Regions from separate parts of the Hordeum vulgare genome. Here region 1 is linked to region 2. Evidence: chromatin contacts called from public Hi-C data. All regions are on one chromosome and are shown on one strand. The core of a region is the stretch at or near the end of the contact, and the rest is flanking DNA. Distances in the headings are between cores, read along the strand shown. Region 1 holds the start of LOC123403970 (cytosolic invertase 1). Region 2 holds the start of LOC123404348 (kinesin-like protein KIN-14D).

Region 1 (7,521 bases), core at 2,490-4,989, 700 kb after region 2:
AAATGGTCATCTTGCGTGAGATCCCGCTTGGAAGAAGAATGACTCCGTGAAGTAGACGAACCAACGTAGTCGAACCGGTCCTCACTTTCCGACACGCTTGCGGAACTCTAACGAGACAAAGCAAACCGAAAACACAAATCAACACACGATATTCACCATACGACATGCACAACAGGATGCACTAACTAAAATGATGCATGAATGCTCAATCCCTAACTATGCACTTACACCAACCTACAAAGGTAGACAAGTGCCACCTCATCACAAAGTGACACTTTGCCGGAACTGTCAAAACTGGAATCCAGTGCAACCATTGGATTCCTTGGGTTCTGCTACCCCAAATCCATATATCGTATTGCCCATGTTACATGCAGAAAAATACCACAAACAATAAAAGAAAAATAACTCAGGATCAAACTACAGCATATAGCCAAGAACATGAACTGTTCCTCAGCCTGCCCAATTTTGGGATATACCAGATTAGGCCATTCCATTTCTGGAATTGTTCCAAACAAGGATATATCACACAAGTCACAATTATATCACCACAAAAATGTGTAAACTGACAGGGGCCTACTGGTCATAGTCACCAGGGCCACAAGTGCATGACAGGTGGGCCCTGGGACCACCTGTCAGCGACACACACAAACCACAACACATAAAAGGAAATATGAGCGAGGTGGGAGTCGAACCCACCATCTCCCTCGTGGAATGCACGGCCACCACCAGTGGGCTAGCCACATGTAGCTGATCTAATATGGGTAGAAATGCAGACATACATCGCCTAAACTACTGATCCACAACAAGAAAGACAAAACAGAAAAAGGGGCGACATGGGGACTCGAACCCGAGACGCTGCGAAGGAAAACAAGCTCGATGCCACTGCGCTACCGTGGGGCTTCTTGCCTAAGAAGGAAGCAAACATAGACTAAAAGAAAACATGGGGCGTCTTCCTGCTGGAGCAGAGAGACGCCGGCGACGACGACGCTCGCCAGAGCACACACACCTGCACGTGCACAAACGACGCACATCCACGGCTACGTGCTACAGCCCCTCGCAGCACTACACAACAGGCTCTGAACCTAATCCTATATGGATGCATGCAAGCAGGGTTGCGACAAACAGCACAACCTGCCGGTGCAACTCCGGCAGGGCGGCGCCCACGCGCAACAACGACGCTAGCGGAGGGGAAAACGGAGGGGAGCAGGGTTGCGCTCACCCAGGGTGCAAAGAGAGGGGCTCGCGGGTGGAGAGGCACGTCGGCGCGACGACGACCTGCTGTAGAGAGCTCGCCGGAGAGGAAGAAGCACCATCCACCGAGGAGGTCGGGGCCGTCGTCCTTGGCGCTTGCTACCCGCGGGAATGGAACCCCATGGGCGCCCGCGAGCTCCTCGTCCAGAAGGGGGAAGAAGAGGGAGTCGGGTTAGCACGCATCGGACTCTTGCCCGAGCCGACCATGGCGCGGTGGAGCTCGGGAACTCGCCCCGACAGCGCTAGGAGGGAGACGAGGAGGGGGAAACGACGAGGGTTAGGGTTTTAGAGAGGCCCGGGCTGCTAAATATCTCGAACCACACGCTCGGCGCCGTCTAATCGAGGGAGGAAACAATCTATGGTGGCCAGAGGGGTCGCAGACGAGGAGGAAGAAGGTGTCGCCAACCAGGCCTGGGCCGTTTGCACGTCAACTGGGCCTGGTACTCCCTCTCTCACTGCGTGAAGGCTTTCCCCAAATAAAACATTACAACGAATTATCAATACACAGGGGCTAAAAGGAAAAATAGTTTTGATGGAAACAAAAATACAATTGGGCTTCTAAATTCTGCACCAATTTATAAAAGTAAAATGGAAACTTTTGAAGAATAAAATAAAGTTCCTTTATATAAAATGAGGCTCTGTTTTAAAATCAAAACAAAGGAAAAATAAAACCCAAGAAGAGTGTTGCCAAGCACAAATAGTAAAAGGATTTTTAAAAGAAAACGAACATTTTTATTGGGGCCAAAACTGAAACTTTAAAGCAGCCACAAAAATAAATTAAGAGATGAGAGAAGGGGGTTTTTGACCATGGTGCAACAAGAAACCCTTGTTGCACCCACTCTCATCACACCATCAAAACAATGCCACACTCACATGACACTAACACTTCAACAACAAGGAGCAACAAACAACACAGACAAAGAACACATATGACATGATGCCATGATGCGCAAGTGGTGAAGCCAAACTTGAACTCCTATGCCAATCCAACACAGGAAGGGTCGTACAAGGAAATCTTTACCTAATAATAAAGAGGCTATCGCTTCCGTCGGAAAACCCACCGAGTTGATTTTACAAAAAAACCCTTATTGTTTATGACATTAAACTCGTAGTATATATTAAATATTTTTTAAATACTCATATCTTTTAAACCGTAACTCTAAATTTAACATATTATACATGTAGTTTGATTAGAAAAATATGTAGAATTTAAATATGATATTATTTTATCTGTTAAACGTTTAATAAAAATACTATCTAGGGTGCAATCTTAATAAATAAGTCATTATTCGTCTTTCTTTCATTCCGGTAATCATCCGGGTTGGGGATGAACACGTCAACAAAATCAGGATTAGAGATGAAACTGAAGGTCACTTGACTGATTCTTTGTACATATTAAATCTACATACAAGCCGTGTTAAAATAGAAGACCAATGAAATTTTGAACTGCATTTTTGTAGGATAAGACCATCTTTATTTGTATCGTAACTATAAATTCTTAAATTATAGACTTTTTATAAATTAAGAATGTGTGCCGTGTGATATTTCTTTCTCCCGTTGCAACGCATGGGCCCTTTTGCTAGTATTACCAAAAGGGGTAGGTGGTGCATTGGGGCTGTCACAGCCGCGCCATTGGCAGCAGTCGCTACTCTGCGTGTCTCCGTGCGACGGAGGCGGGAGTGGTGGTCGCGGGTGGAGTCGAGCCGTCATCGCGTGGTCGACGGCCTGAGGCGCCGTGCACTCGCCTGCTTCGCTCCGGCTAATGCGCGGACCTTGAGGAATGGGCGGCGACTACTATGCCGCGCCATGCCTTAGCCGGCCTCCGCCGCGTTCACCATCACATGGGGCCACATCGCTGGTGGCTGGCGCCCCGACGCTGCCCCTGTACTACTGACGCCACTTCGGGCGTTAGGCAGCCACTATGAGTATTATATACTCCCTCCGTTCCTAAATATAAGTCTTTTAAGAGATTTCACTAAATGACTACATACGGAGCAAAATGAGTGAATCTACACTCTAAAGTATGTCTATATACATCCGTATATAGTTTTTTAGTGAAGTTTCTAAAAAGACTTATATTTAGAAACGGAGGAAGTACGTACTACTACAGATCCGATAATCAGCTCGTATTGATCCGTGTGTTTAGCATTTTCGCTGATCCGCCCAGCCCCGCCCCCGCTTCCGGAAATCGGCAGGCAGACGATCTCCGGACGGCCACCACGATGCTCACCTTTCCTTGGGCACCCAACAACCGCCCCCAGCACTCAACCGGGGTCGGCGTTCCACGTCAGCGCCTCGTCCTCATCTCATCCCAATTCCCAACCACACCAACCCCCCACGTGCTGCTGCACACCGGCCGCACCCGGTAACCCAAAATCTCTCACATCATCCACCCACCATCACGCACCGCGGGTCCCCTTGGGCGAGATGGTCCCACTCGACATGGACAAAAAGGTCACGGGTTTATAGCGCGTGTCCCCGTCGGCGCCCAGGCCCCGCTGGGCTATAAGTAGGCGGCCCTCCGCCTACTTCTCATTTTTTTTCCCATTTACCTCTGCGGAACCCCCCTCGCCTCGAGATTCGCGCTGCCGTGTCTGCTTCTGGGTCCGCGCTGCCGTTGTCTAGCGTCCCGAGCTAGATCTCTCAGCTCGCTCTTCGCCGCCGTTTTGGGCTTAGATCTGGCTGGGGCGAGTAGGTGGAGGCCGGCCGCAGATTCGCGAGGAGGGAGGGGAGCCATGGAGCTGGGGGCGGCCGGGATGCGGCGGTCCGCGTCGCACAACTCGCTGTCCGGGTCCGATGACTTCGACCTCACACACCTGCTCAACAAGCCGCGGATCAACGTCGAGCGCCAGCGCTCCTTCGACGACCGTTCGCTCAGCGACGTCTCCTACTCCGGTGGCCACGCCAGGGGAGGCGGAGGCTTTGACGGCATGTACTCCCCGGGCGGCGGTCTACGCTCTCTGGTCGGCACGCCGGCCTCCTCGGCGCTCCACTCTTTCGAGCCCCACCCCATAGTAGGCGACGCCTGGGAGGCCCTCCGCCGCTCCCTCGTCTTTTTCCGCGGCCAGCCGCTTGGTACCATCGCCGCTTTCGACCATGCATCCGAGGAAGTCCTAAACTATGACCAGGTAGTACAAGCAACGATTTTTTTCTCAATGTTATAATGAATCGAGATTTTAAGTCTGAATTAAATTTATGAAGGAGTAGCATGTTATCGACATATGCTTATGTGACTTGGGGGCGGTTCGCTGCAGGTGTTTGTGAGAGATTTCGTGCCCAGCGCCATGGCGTTTCTGATGAATGGCGAGCCGGAGATTGTCAAGAACTTCCTGCTCAAGACCGTTTTGTTGCAGGGTTGGGAGAAGAAGGTTGATCGGTTTAAGCTTGGTGAGGGGGCCATGCCTGCAAGCTTTAAAGTGCTTCATGACGATAAGAAGGGTGTTGATACCCTTCACGCCGATTTTGGTGAGAGCGCAATTGGGCGGGTTGCACCAGTGGATTCGGGGTTCTGGTGGATCATACTATTGCGGGCCTACACAAAGTCCACCGGGGATTTGACTCTGGCAGAGAGGCCGGAATGCCAGAAGGCAATGAGGCTCATTCTGAGCCTGTGCTTGTCTGAGGGATTTGATACCTTCCCGACATTGTTATGTGCTGATGGTTGCTGCATGATAGATCGTAGGATGGTAAGTTATAGACTGACACTTTCAATATGTTCAAGTCAAATAAGAGTACGTTTCACAGGACTGCAAATTTCCTATTCTTTTAATCAATGAATCACCACTTCTGTGACTCTATTGACATACATACACCATTCTTTTGGGCTAACATTTCATAGAATTACTGCTGTAGATATTTCTTTAAACTTACAGAATTATGAAACAACTGATGTGCTTTGCTGAAACAAGGGTGATATAGTGGAAGTTCTATCAAATGTAACAAATACATGTCTTTTCATCTAGTCTCAGAGAAGCTCAAACAAGTCTCATGTCTGTTTCAGCAAATGTCAGTACTTCCATAATTTTTATATAATTGAATATCTATCAAACAAACAAGTTGTAGCACTGTGGCATCTTAGCCCAAGGTAATGGTAGGTCTGTATAAATGCTGAATTGGCGATATAATTTTTATAAGTAAGGAAAAAATACTGTTGTTCTGTAAAATTTATTCATATAAATTTATACACCTAATATTATGGAACGGAGGGAGTATTATCCTAATTCAAGATCAAATATCATGGTCGAAGTCATCTAGGTCTGACACTAACGCTAAATCTTTTCTAGATATATCTCCAAAACAATATATTTCAGTTCTACATTTACTGCTGGAACGTTGTCATCTTTAGTTTGTGAGGTTTTAATGGTTTGTTTGCTTTTGTTGTAACGTTGTTATCTTTAGTTTGTGAGGTTTTAATGGCTTGTTTGCTTTTGTTGTTCTTTGTTCAAGTACATAATATATGACCAACAATGTGCTCATAGCTTTGTTGTGGTTTCACTTATAATGTATCTTCATATAAATAAATGCAATACCCCTTTTCATACTTATTGGACTTGCAAATTTCATTTCTTTTTTGGATTTGTGTGCCTTTGGGCAATTTTTCTCCATCAAATATCTAATTGTTTTAGTTTGATGATGTGCTGTTTTTCGTACCATGATGGTGCTTCCAAATTTTCATGTCCGATATACTAGAGTGCAATATCCTTGGCCCAAAAGCAATCCGAATGCCCATGTTTTATTTGAGGAGGTCCAGTTAGATACACACCTACTATATCCACGACGCTGTGATGCTCAATATGCTCCCATCAATATGGGCTTCCCAAGTCCACTACCTCCTTCATTTGGTCCACCTGAACCTGTTGTTACAGCTGCATGTGAACAACCTTGCACTATCGTTGAATTCGGCAACAATTCCCCTTCTGTGATATGTTTTTCCGAAAGGAGGATATCCCCAACACCTGCATCATGGTATGCACATAGCTATCCTTCTGTGATGTGTAAATTCACAAGTATTCCTTTCAGTCTGTAGAATTGCAGATTAGGAATATGACTAATATTAGAACATCCATTTGTTTGTTAGCAACTTTTGTAGTGACTTTGCAATAACCATTTCTTGGGTGATGCATGTTGCTCATTTTTGCGTATACATGTGCCCTCTATGAGCTATGAATTCAATTTAGTTAAGTGAAATGCCATCATGGTTTCTGTTTGTGCTTCTTTTCCTCATTCTAACTCCAATCCTATTTTTGTAGGGCGTGTATGGCTACCCCATTGAAATTCAATCCCTTTTCTTCATGGCACTAAGGTGTGCTCTTCTAATGCTTAAACATGATGCTGAAGGGAAAGATTTTGTGGAGCGGATTGCAACTCGTCTTCATGCTTTAAGTTATCACATGCGGAGTTATTTTTGGCTGGATTTCCAGCAGCTAAATGATATTTATCGTTACAAGACGGAAGAATATTCTCATACAGCCGTCAACAAATTTAATGTTATTCCAGATTCTATTCCGGACTGGCTATTTGATTTCATGCCTTGTGAGGGTGGTTTTTTTGTTGGTAATGTCAGTCCTGCAAGGATGGACTTCCGTTGGTTTGCACTTGGAAACATGATTGCCATAGTATCATCTCTTGCTACACCTGAGCAATCTATGGCCATAATGGATCTCATTGAGGAGCGCTGGGAAGAGTTAATTGGTGAGATGCCTCTGAAGATATGCTATCCTGCTATTGAGAACCATGAATGGCGTATCGTGACGGGATGTGACCCCAAAAATACGAGATGGAGTTACCACAATGGAGGATCTTGGCCAGGTTATTGCACTTTGTGTTACTTGGATCTCTCTGTATGTAATATATGTGAAAATTATCGTGCTTTCATTATGTGTAATATATGTGTCATTTTAGTGTTTGTTTTCTTAGTTTTTAATCCATTGTAGGAAATTAGCCACTAAAATAGGCAATAAAAAGGCCAAACAAACACTAAAATAGGCAAAAGCGGATTGTTCAAACGAGATTACCATAATCCACCATAATGCCTAGCACCGCCTTAGATTTTAAATTAAATCAAATGGTAACCGCGACAAGTTTATCTTTTAGCACGTAGAGGAAGGTAAACTTATGCTAAGCATGTCAACAGGATGAACTGTGATTTACACCTTCCATATGTTTTTAGTGAGCCGCTTTTTCTGTTGATAAGAGAAAGATCTGCATGAATCTCTCCTTTTGTCCCCCATTTTTCTGGTTTGTTTTAGTTTTCTCATATTTCTAGTAGAA
Region 2 (7,149 bases), core at 1,537-4,036:
GAATCATAGTATCCATCAGCCTTTGTTGAACTAGGCACTGCTGGCTCACCAAGCGTGGTGCCTTTTAACTAAATCCAATAGTCTTTGTGCGCAGATTCTCAAAGCTCGTTACTATCTAGAGGGACGCCTCGAGGACACGATGTTCTCTAGGAACACTTCGTGTACTTGGCAGGCTATCCAGTATGGGCTCGAGCTCCTCAAGAAGGGGCTAGTGTGGCACATTGGGAACGGCAAGTGCATTCACATCTGCGTGACAGATAGCTATTGGGTGCTTTGTCCGGCAAGTTGATCTCCTCTCAAGGAACCCGTCGGCTCCGATGGGTGGCCGAGCTACTCGACAAGTGTGGTGCATGGTGCATGGACTTCCTGCACGGACACTTTCATCATGTTGATGTCAACATCACAAGGAACATACAAATGTTCCCATGCATCGCCGACGACATCCTTGCTTGGGCTCCCGAGAAGAACAACATCTTCACAGTTCGATCCGAGTACCGCTTCACGATGGACGAGCGTGAGTGTCCATCCGTGAGTGCATCCAGTAGGGCATCACATGGTCAGCGCGCAATATGAAGGACAATATAGGGTCCCATGTCCCCTAAAGGTACGATTTTTTGCTTGGCTATTTGTGACACACTCTCCTGCAACGTGGTTTCCCATCATTTGGAAACCACTAACTTATGCACGTGTGTGGTTTGGAATGTGAGGTTGGATTTCACGCAATGTGTAGGTGCCCTCGTGCAGTCGAGCTTTGGAGGGTGGTGGCTAAAGACTGGACGCTCCTGGACATCAAGTTGGTGCGTAACAAAGGGTCGGAATGGCTCTTCGACGAGCTTCAACCACTCTTGAACACATCTTGCATGGCACTCTTGATGACCAAGTGGCGCACATCGCACGCACGCAACAAGATCACACATGAGATAGTCCCTCCCATCTATGAAAGCCTCTCGATGGTTCTTGCACACGTACGTGCCATCGCTTCCCTACATTCAACCATTTTTTAGGAAATCGGTAATTGGTAGCTGCTCGGCTGGCTTGAGAGTAGCGATTAAACAATGAATCAACCTATTAACCGAATTAATAAGTCGACCATTAATCGATAGATTAAATAGGAACTTGCCAACATATATCTAGTTTTTTTCTTATTATATCATACTGGCATGCTCTTAGCTATGTAATATTCCCAAAAATGCTATTATTTGATCAAACCCTGGCTATTAAGGAGCGAGAGGGGGATGGGAGGTGTTACATGCATTTGTTTGGTATTTTGCCCATAAGTTAATGGCCCAACAATGATTAATTAGCCTAACAACCAACTAATTGGACTGACAAGTTAACACGGTGAATGAGTGATTTGGTCACCCTATGAGTAGCAATTAACTGTCCCATTAATTGACGAATTAGATGAACTCCTAAACAATGCATTTAACAATACCCCAGAGAGATTAAGAAAAAGGTAAAATGGTTCTAATAGACACGGCGTTGCATACAACATCATGCAACACCAGCCATGGGGCGGTGGAGGCACGGAGTAACACACACGACGTGATAGGTAGCAACAATTGTGGTGAGTTGACAGGATTCAGCAGCAGTGATGCACTGGCTGCTAGAGGCCACAACAACATACCAGGCACCAACACACTCCTGTCTCTAGGTGAGCGCTCGAGAGTGCCTAAGCCTAGGTAGGCTGTGTGGCTCACACTTAACGTGGATGGTGCATACATGGCACATGCAAGCAATGGAGGCACGTGAATGGTGCTCCGAGACAACTCCGGTAGCATTATTTTCAACTCGTGTAACAATCTTTTCACATAAGATGATGCTCTCACTTGGTAACTCGAGGCGTGCAAGAAGGGAATTGCTCTTGCCTTGGAATGAAGCTCACTTCCATTCATCATCGCAACAGATAGTGCTAAATCTGCTTCGATGATAGCCAATCCCTAGATTGACAGATCACAACACACTGCCACTACCTAAGAGATCTCAGTTATGATGAGAGGGGAGAGGGATATTAAGATCCATGCTATCAAAAGAAAGAGTAATCGTGTTAGTCATGAATTAGCCTAGATTGAGAGAGTTGAGATTAAGACGGTCGTTTGGTTATAATCTGGTCCTGAAAGGGTTGTAAATCTATGTGCACAAGATTATCTTGAGCCAAGTTAATTAATACACAACCCTTTCCCGCCACAAAAAGGCTATGCTCCACGAGATTGATGGGCTCTCTCATGGCTAGAATGCGCCATGTCTTTAGTTCTGGTCCTGACCGAGTCGAACAAAGCTAAAAGACTCGTCGTCGTCTTCTTCTTCCTCCCATCGCGTGTCTCACTTGAAGACGTCAATATTTAACCGTAACCCGCATCCTTATGGGTAATTACTCTATCATGAAATGGGGATGTGTTAGCTTTAATGCCCACAGGTAAGCTGATAGGTCAAATACCTTACCTATTGCACCACACAGGGATCGACCATGAAGGCCTTACACATGGGCCCTAAAATTAGTAGACCCGAGGTAATTCCCGCCCTTGCCCACCCAAATTTCCACCCATCCCACCCTTTTGATGAAAAAGCCTAAGAAATCCCTAACCTAGCCACACGATATTGTTTATTATGCTGGATTGCTATTTTTTCTATTGAAATGGTATCGAAGGTTGGTGTTGATTGCGTGTATGGGTTGCCTAGGAGGATAAAAAACCTGACGGGGATGGGGATAGGATTTTCCTTTTATCCCCACAGAAGTGCATGGGAACGGGGACATGCATGTAAAGGCTATCGTTGGGACGGGGATGGCCCCATTGACAGCCTGAGTCTCACTCTAGCCATCTTCCTCCACCTCTCTCCATCGCCGCCACCTAAAAATAGCATGAGACCCGCATGGCTACCGCCTCCATGAATCTCGCGCGCTCCATTCCCTCCCGTCCTCACCTCCCTCTCCTCGGTGCCCCCTTGATGCTAGCCGGCTTATACCCACCGCATGCCCGTCTCTGGCGCACCGTTTCACCTTGCTTTCCATGTCCCTCTGCGCTCCCAATTACACGCCAGACCTAGGTGAACACCCTTGTTGGTTCTTTCTTCTCTGTCCTTATGGGGTCGATCGGTTGACTAACTAATTCTTGGGATGTTAAGCCACGGCGAGGCGGCGGGCGGATGCTGTCGGTTGGCTTCGCGTGATATTCCCGGACGTGCCTCTGCCGCCACCGTCCGACGCCTCCGACAACGACCTGCACGCCGCGCTCTCCGGAGGAAGGCTTCTCTGCGCGCTCCTCAGGAAGATTTGCCCCGGCGCCTTACTCGATGACGCCTCCACGGACAATGTCGGCAGGTTCCGCGCTGCCGTCGAGCGGATGGGCGTGCCTACCTTCAGCGCCTTTGACCTCGAGAGGGTTGCTTCGCTTGCCATATCCCTATTATTAATTCTTCTCTATTCTTATCCTTGATTAAATTTCATGCATCCATCCAGGGTCAAATGACAACTGTTGTGACCTGCATTCTTGCCCTCAAGGATCGGTTTGGAGCACGCATCTGCGAAGATCGGAACCTTACTTTCCTCACCAGAAGCGATAGCGAGGGAAGCAGAAAGTATATGGTTGCCAAGCTGCAAAGGGTGCTCACCAGTCCAATTATGTCAGGTCAGGACTCTCCTGCTATTCTACTTGCACTGATATCGAGAATTTGCGATAGTATTCTCCATTAGGCAATTTGCATTGATATTGAGAATTTGTGATAGTATTCACCACACAAGTTAATAAGCTTGGGAATAACTTGATTGCCACTTGAAACATCTTTTGTCATCTTTGTATTCAGAACCGTCCAACCCTTCATTAGGGGCCGATGTGTATTCTCCATCAGGGGTACTTCCGATGAAACAAGGGGGATATGCTGATCTTCCTGGTTGTAAGATTTCAGACTTGATGAAATCCTCTAGCTTGGATGTAAGTACAATGCTACATACTACACTTGAAACGGGATAAATAATCAATTAGTTATCATGGAAATTTATTTAAACTAAAAAAGAAAACCTATGTTATTTTCTGGTGCCAACTTGTTCATATTTTGCAGAATGCACCCACTCAATCACTTCTAGGTGTCGTGAACAGCATTGTTGATGAGAGCATCGACAAGAAGAATGGACAAATACCTTACGTAGGCTTCTAATAAAAGAGCAATATAGTTAGTTTTTTTTTTACATATTTAGGAGATTTTTTCTACATGTGTTAACATCTTTCCTTGCGTAAATGGATGGAAATATTTCATTCTAGCGCATTGCTTGCTTGCTGAGGAAGGTCATAGTTGAAATTGAACGGCGTATGTCTTCTCAGGCCGGGCATATAAGAAATGTACGATAAATATTTGTTCATGTTTATTTTTGTATCAAATAGTCCATTGTGATTTCTTTCTTGTGTGTAGCAAAATAACCTGATTAAAGCTCGTGAAGAGAAGTATCAGTCAAGGATAAGAGTGCTGGAAGCACTAGCAGGTGGGCAAAGCGGGCAAACACATGTAAATTCTAGCACCCTCTGTGAGCCATCTATCTCCCAATTGTTTTTACCAGAAATTTTATGCATTGCAAGTAAATTTCATGCTTCTTCTCAATAAGTTTTGAGCTCTTCCCATCTCCAGTAAATTGTAAAATAGTGGGACCGAGAATAACAACAGAACCCCATTTATACATTTGATATAGCTTAAAGTAACAACAAGGCTGACTGACTTTCTTGCCCACTCTTTAAACAATGACAATTCACGTACTTTAGTGGCTATAGCTTTATCATCAATGAAGAAAGTTGATCTGTTTCTTTATGAAAGCCCACTCTTGTCATGCAGATGGACAAAGATAAGCTCAAAGACAAAGGACAACTACCAGATAAAGATATCGCTAGGCTGATGAAATGCCAAGAAGAGGTGGCTAGATTGATGAAGGAGAAGGAAGATATGGTTAGGTTGCTGAAGGAGAAGGAAGATATGGTTAGGTTGCTGAAGGAGAAGGAAGATATGGTTAGGTTATTGAAGGAAAAGGACAATATGGTCGACTTGAAAAAGGGCAAGGTGGAAGAAACACAACAAATAGTGGATGATGAAAAATACATGTTACTTAAGGAGAAGGATGATACTATAGTGACACTGAAAAAGGAGAAGCAAGAAATGGTTAGGTCTTTGAAGGAGAAGGAAGATATGGTTAGTCTGTTAATGGCAAAGGAAGATATGATTGATTTTAAAAAGGTCATGGTTGAAGAAAGACAAAGAATAACCAATGAGGGAAATGATAGGTTACTTAAGGAGAAAGATGATACTATATTTAGATTCACAAAGGAGAAGGAAGAGATGGTTAGGTTGTTGAAGCAGAAGGAAGATATAATTAGACTGCTGAAGGAGAATGATGATATGGTTAGGCCAATACAGAAAGAAGATATGGTTAATTCAGAAAATGGTAGTATTAATGACAAAAAACAAACATCAGATGATGGTATCAATAGATTGATTTCAGAGAAGAACACTAGTGTGGTTAGGTTGACAGAGGAGAAGGAGAAGGAAGGCATTTCCATGTCAACGAAGGAGAAGGAAGATAAGGCTGACCTGAAGAAAGGCACAATTGGAACCATGAAGCAATCAACTGATGAAGACACATATATATCAGTTAAGGAAAAGAGTGACATAATTAGGTTGAGGAAGGAAAATGAGGATTCAAACAATACAATTATGAAACTTAAGCTGGACTTAGAAGCATTAACATCGTTGCATGAGGAGAACTGCAAGTTATTAGAATCTAAACAGGAAGATATGATTAAGCTTCTTGCAGACAAGGAAGACAATACCAGTATAATTTCGCAACTTAGACAAGACAACTTAACTAAGGAGAATCAGGACATTCTTAGGTTGATGAAGGAAAAGGAGGATGGTAACAGTATAATTGTGAAAGTTAAGCGGGAAATGGAAGCATTAAGATCATCATACGAAGAAGCCTGCAAGCTCTTAGAATCTAAGGAGGAGGATGTAGTTAGGCTTCTTGCAGATAAGGAAGACAATGCCAGCATAATTCTGCAACTCAGACAAGAGCTTGAAGCAACAAAAAGATTGCATGAGACACATAGTCAGCAATTAGAGACCAGAGCTTACCAGGTAAAGGAGGAGTCGGAACATAGGATAAAAGAAATAGAGCTCATGTTAGAAGTTTCTATCAAGAGAAAAAGAGAATTTGAAGAAGTGTCTAAATCTCGAATCCAGTTCTGGGAGCAGAAAGGAATAGTGGTCAACCAATTTTTGGGTTTGCAAGTACAAAATGTTCAGGTATTCGTGAAATCAATTCCTTTTCTCGGTTTCCATCAGGAGTTCCTAAAATTTTCAGTTATGTGAATATCGGTTTGCTTTATCAGGATTTGAGGCTATGTTCTGTTTCAGTTAGGCATGAAATCCTAAATTGTCAAAAAAGATGGCTTGAAGAATTAGCCGGTCTTGGTAAGAATAAACCTGCGAGTAGTTATGGTTCATATTTACATAGTTTTCATCAATACATCACGATTGACATTACTACATTTTTATAGGACAAAACCTTAAGGTGGTAACAAATGCTGCAGAAAAATATCATGCAACTCTCGCAGAAAACAGAAAATTGTTCAATGAGATCCAGGAACTAAAAGGTGTCAGTTTTGTACTACAATCATCAGTTCATTGTGCTTGGCTATTATATTAACTTAGGTAGTACAGTTAAAAATATTAGGTTAACATAGTATTACGAAGCAGGAAACATCAGAGTTTACTGCCGGATTAGACCTTTTCAACCTGGGGAGGATGAGGCCTCCAGTTCAGTTGAATATATTGGTGTCAATGGTGAACTTGTTTTATTGAACCCCACAAAACAGAAGGAAGGGAGCAAGAATTTCACGTTCAACAAAGTATTTGGGCCTACCATTACACAAGGTACTCATAACAGTGAGATCCATGCAATTTACCTTCTCTCAAGTTTCTATTTATGATGTAACAACGCAGTAATACATTGTACGTCATAAATTGATTTTTCTATCTCCTAATTTTTCTTATAGACATGGTCTTCAAGGATATTCAGCCACTAATTAGATCAGTTCTTGATGGCTACAATGTTTGCATTTTCGCATATGGTCAAACTGGATCAGGGAAAACATACACTATGGTATGAAGCTC

Evidence for each region. A called contact is a pair of places that touch in the nucleus more often than the background predicts.
Region 1: a Hi-C map of leaf shows a contact between it and region 2, with 2.2 times the contacts expected there. The contact joins the promoter of LOC123403970 here to the promoter of LOC123404348 in region 2. A contact is called at or near these places in 2 of 6 Hi-C or Micro-C datasets (leaf and seedling) and 1 of 1 datasets of contacts at active chromatin or transcription factors (embryo).

What each region holds. Positions count from the first base shown.
Region 1 is chr6H:233,668,718-233,676,238 of MorexV3_pseudomolecules_assembly, forward strand. It overlaps LOC123403970 (cytosolic invertase 1), which reads left to right and starts at 3,740. Exons shown (of 4, transcript XM_045097873.1): 1 at 3,740-4,379; 2 at 4,506-4,937; 3 at 6,501-7,059. The coding sequence starts at 3,987.
Region 2 is chr6H:232,970,599-232,977,747 of MorexV3_pseudomolecules_assembly, forward strand. LOC123404348 (kinesin-like protein KIN-14D) reads left to right here and starts at 2,787. Exons shown (of 17, transcript XM_045098268.1): 1 at 2,787-3,045; 2 at 3,124-3,380; 3 at 3,458-3,626; 4 at 3,802-3,929; 5 at 4,405-4,497; 6 at 4,819-6,279; 7 at 6,366-6,447; 8 at 6,534-6,629; 9 at 6,733-6,909; 10 at 7,032-7,138. The coding sequence starts at 3,009.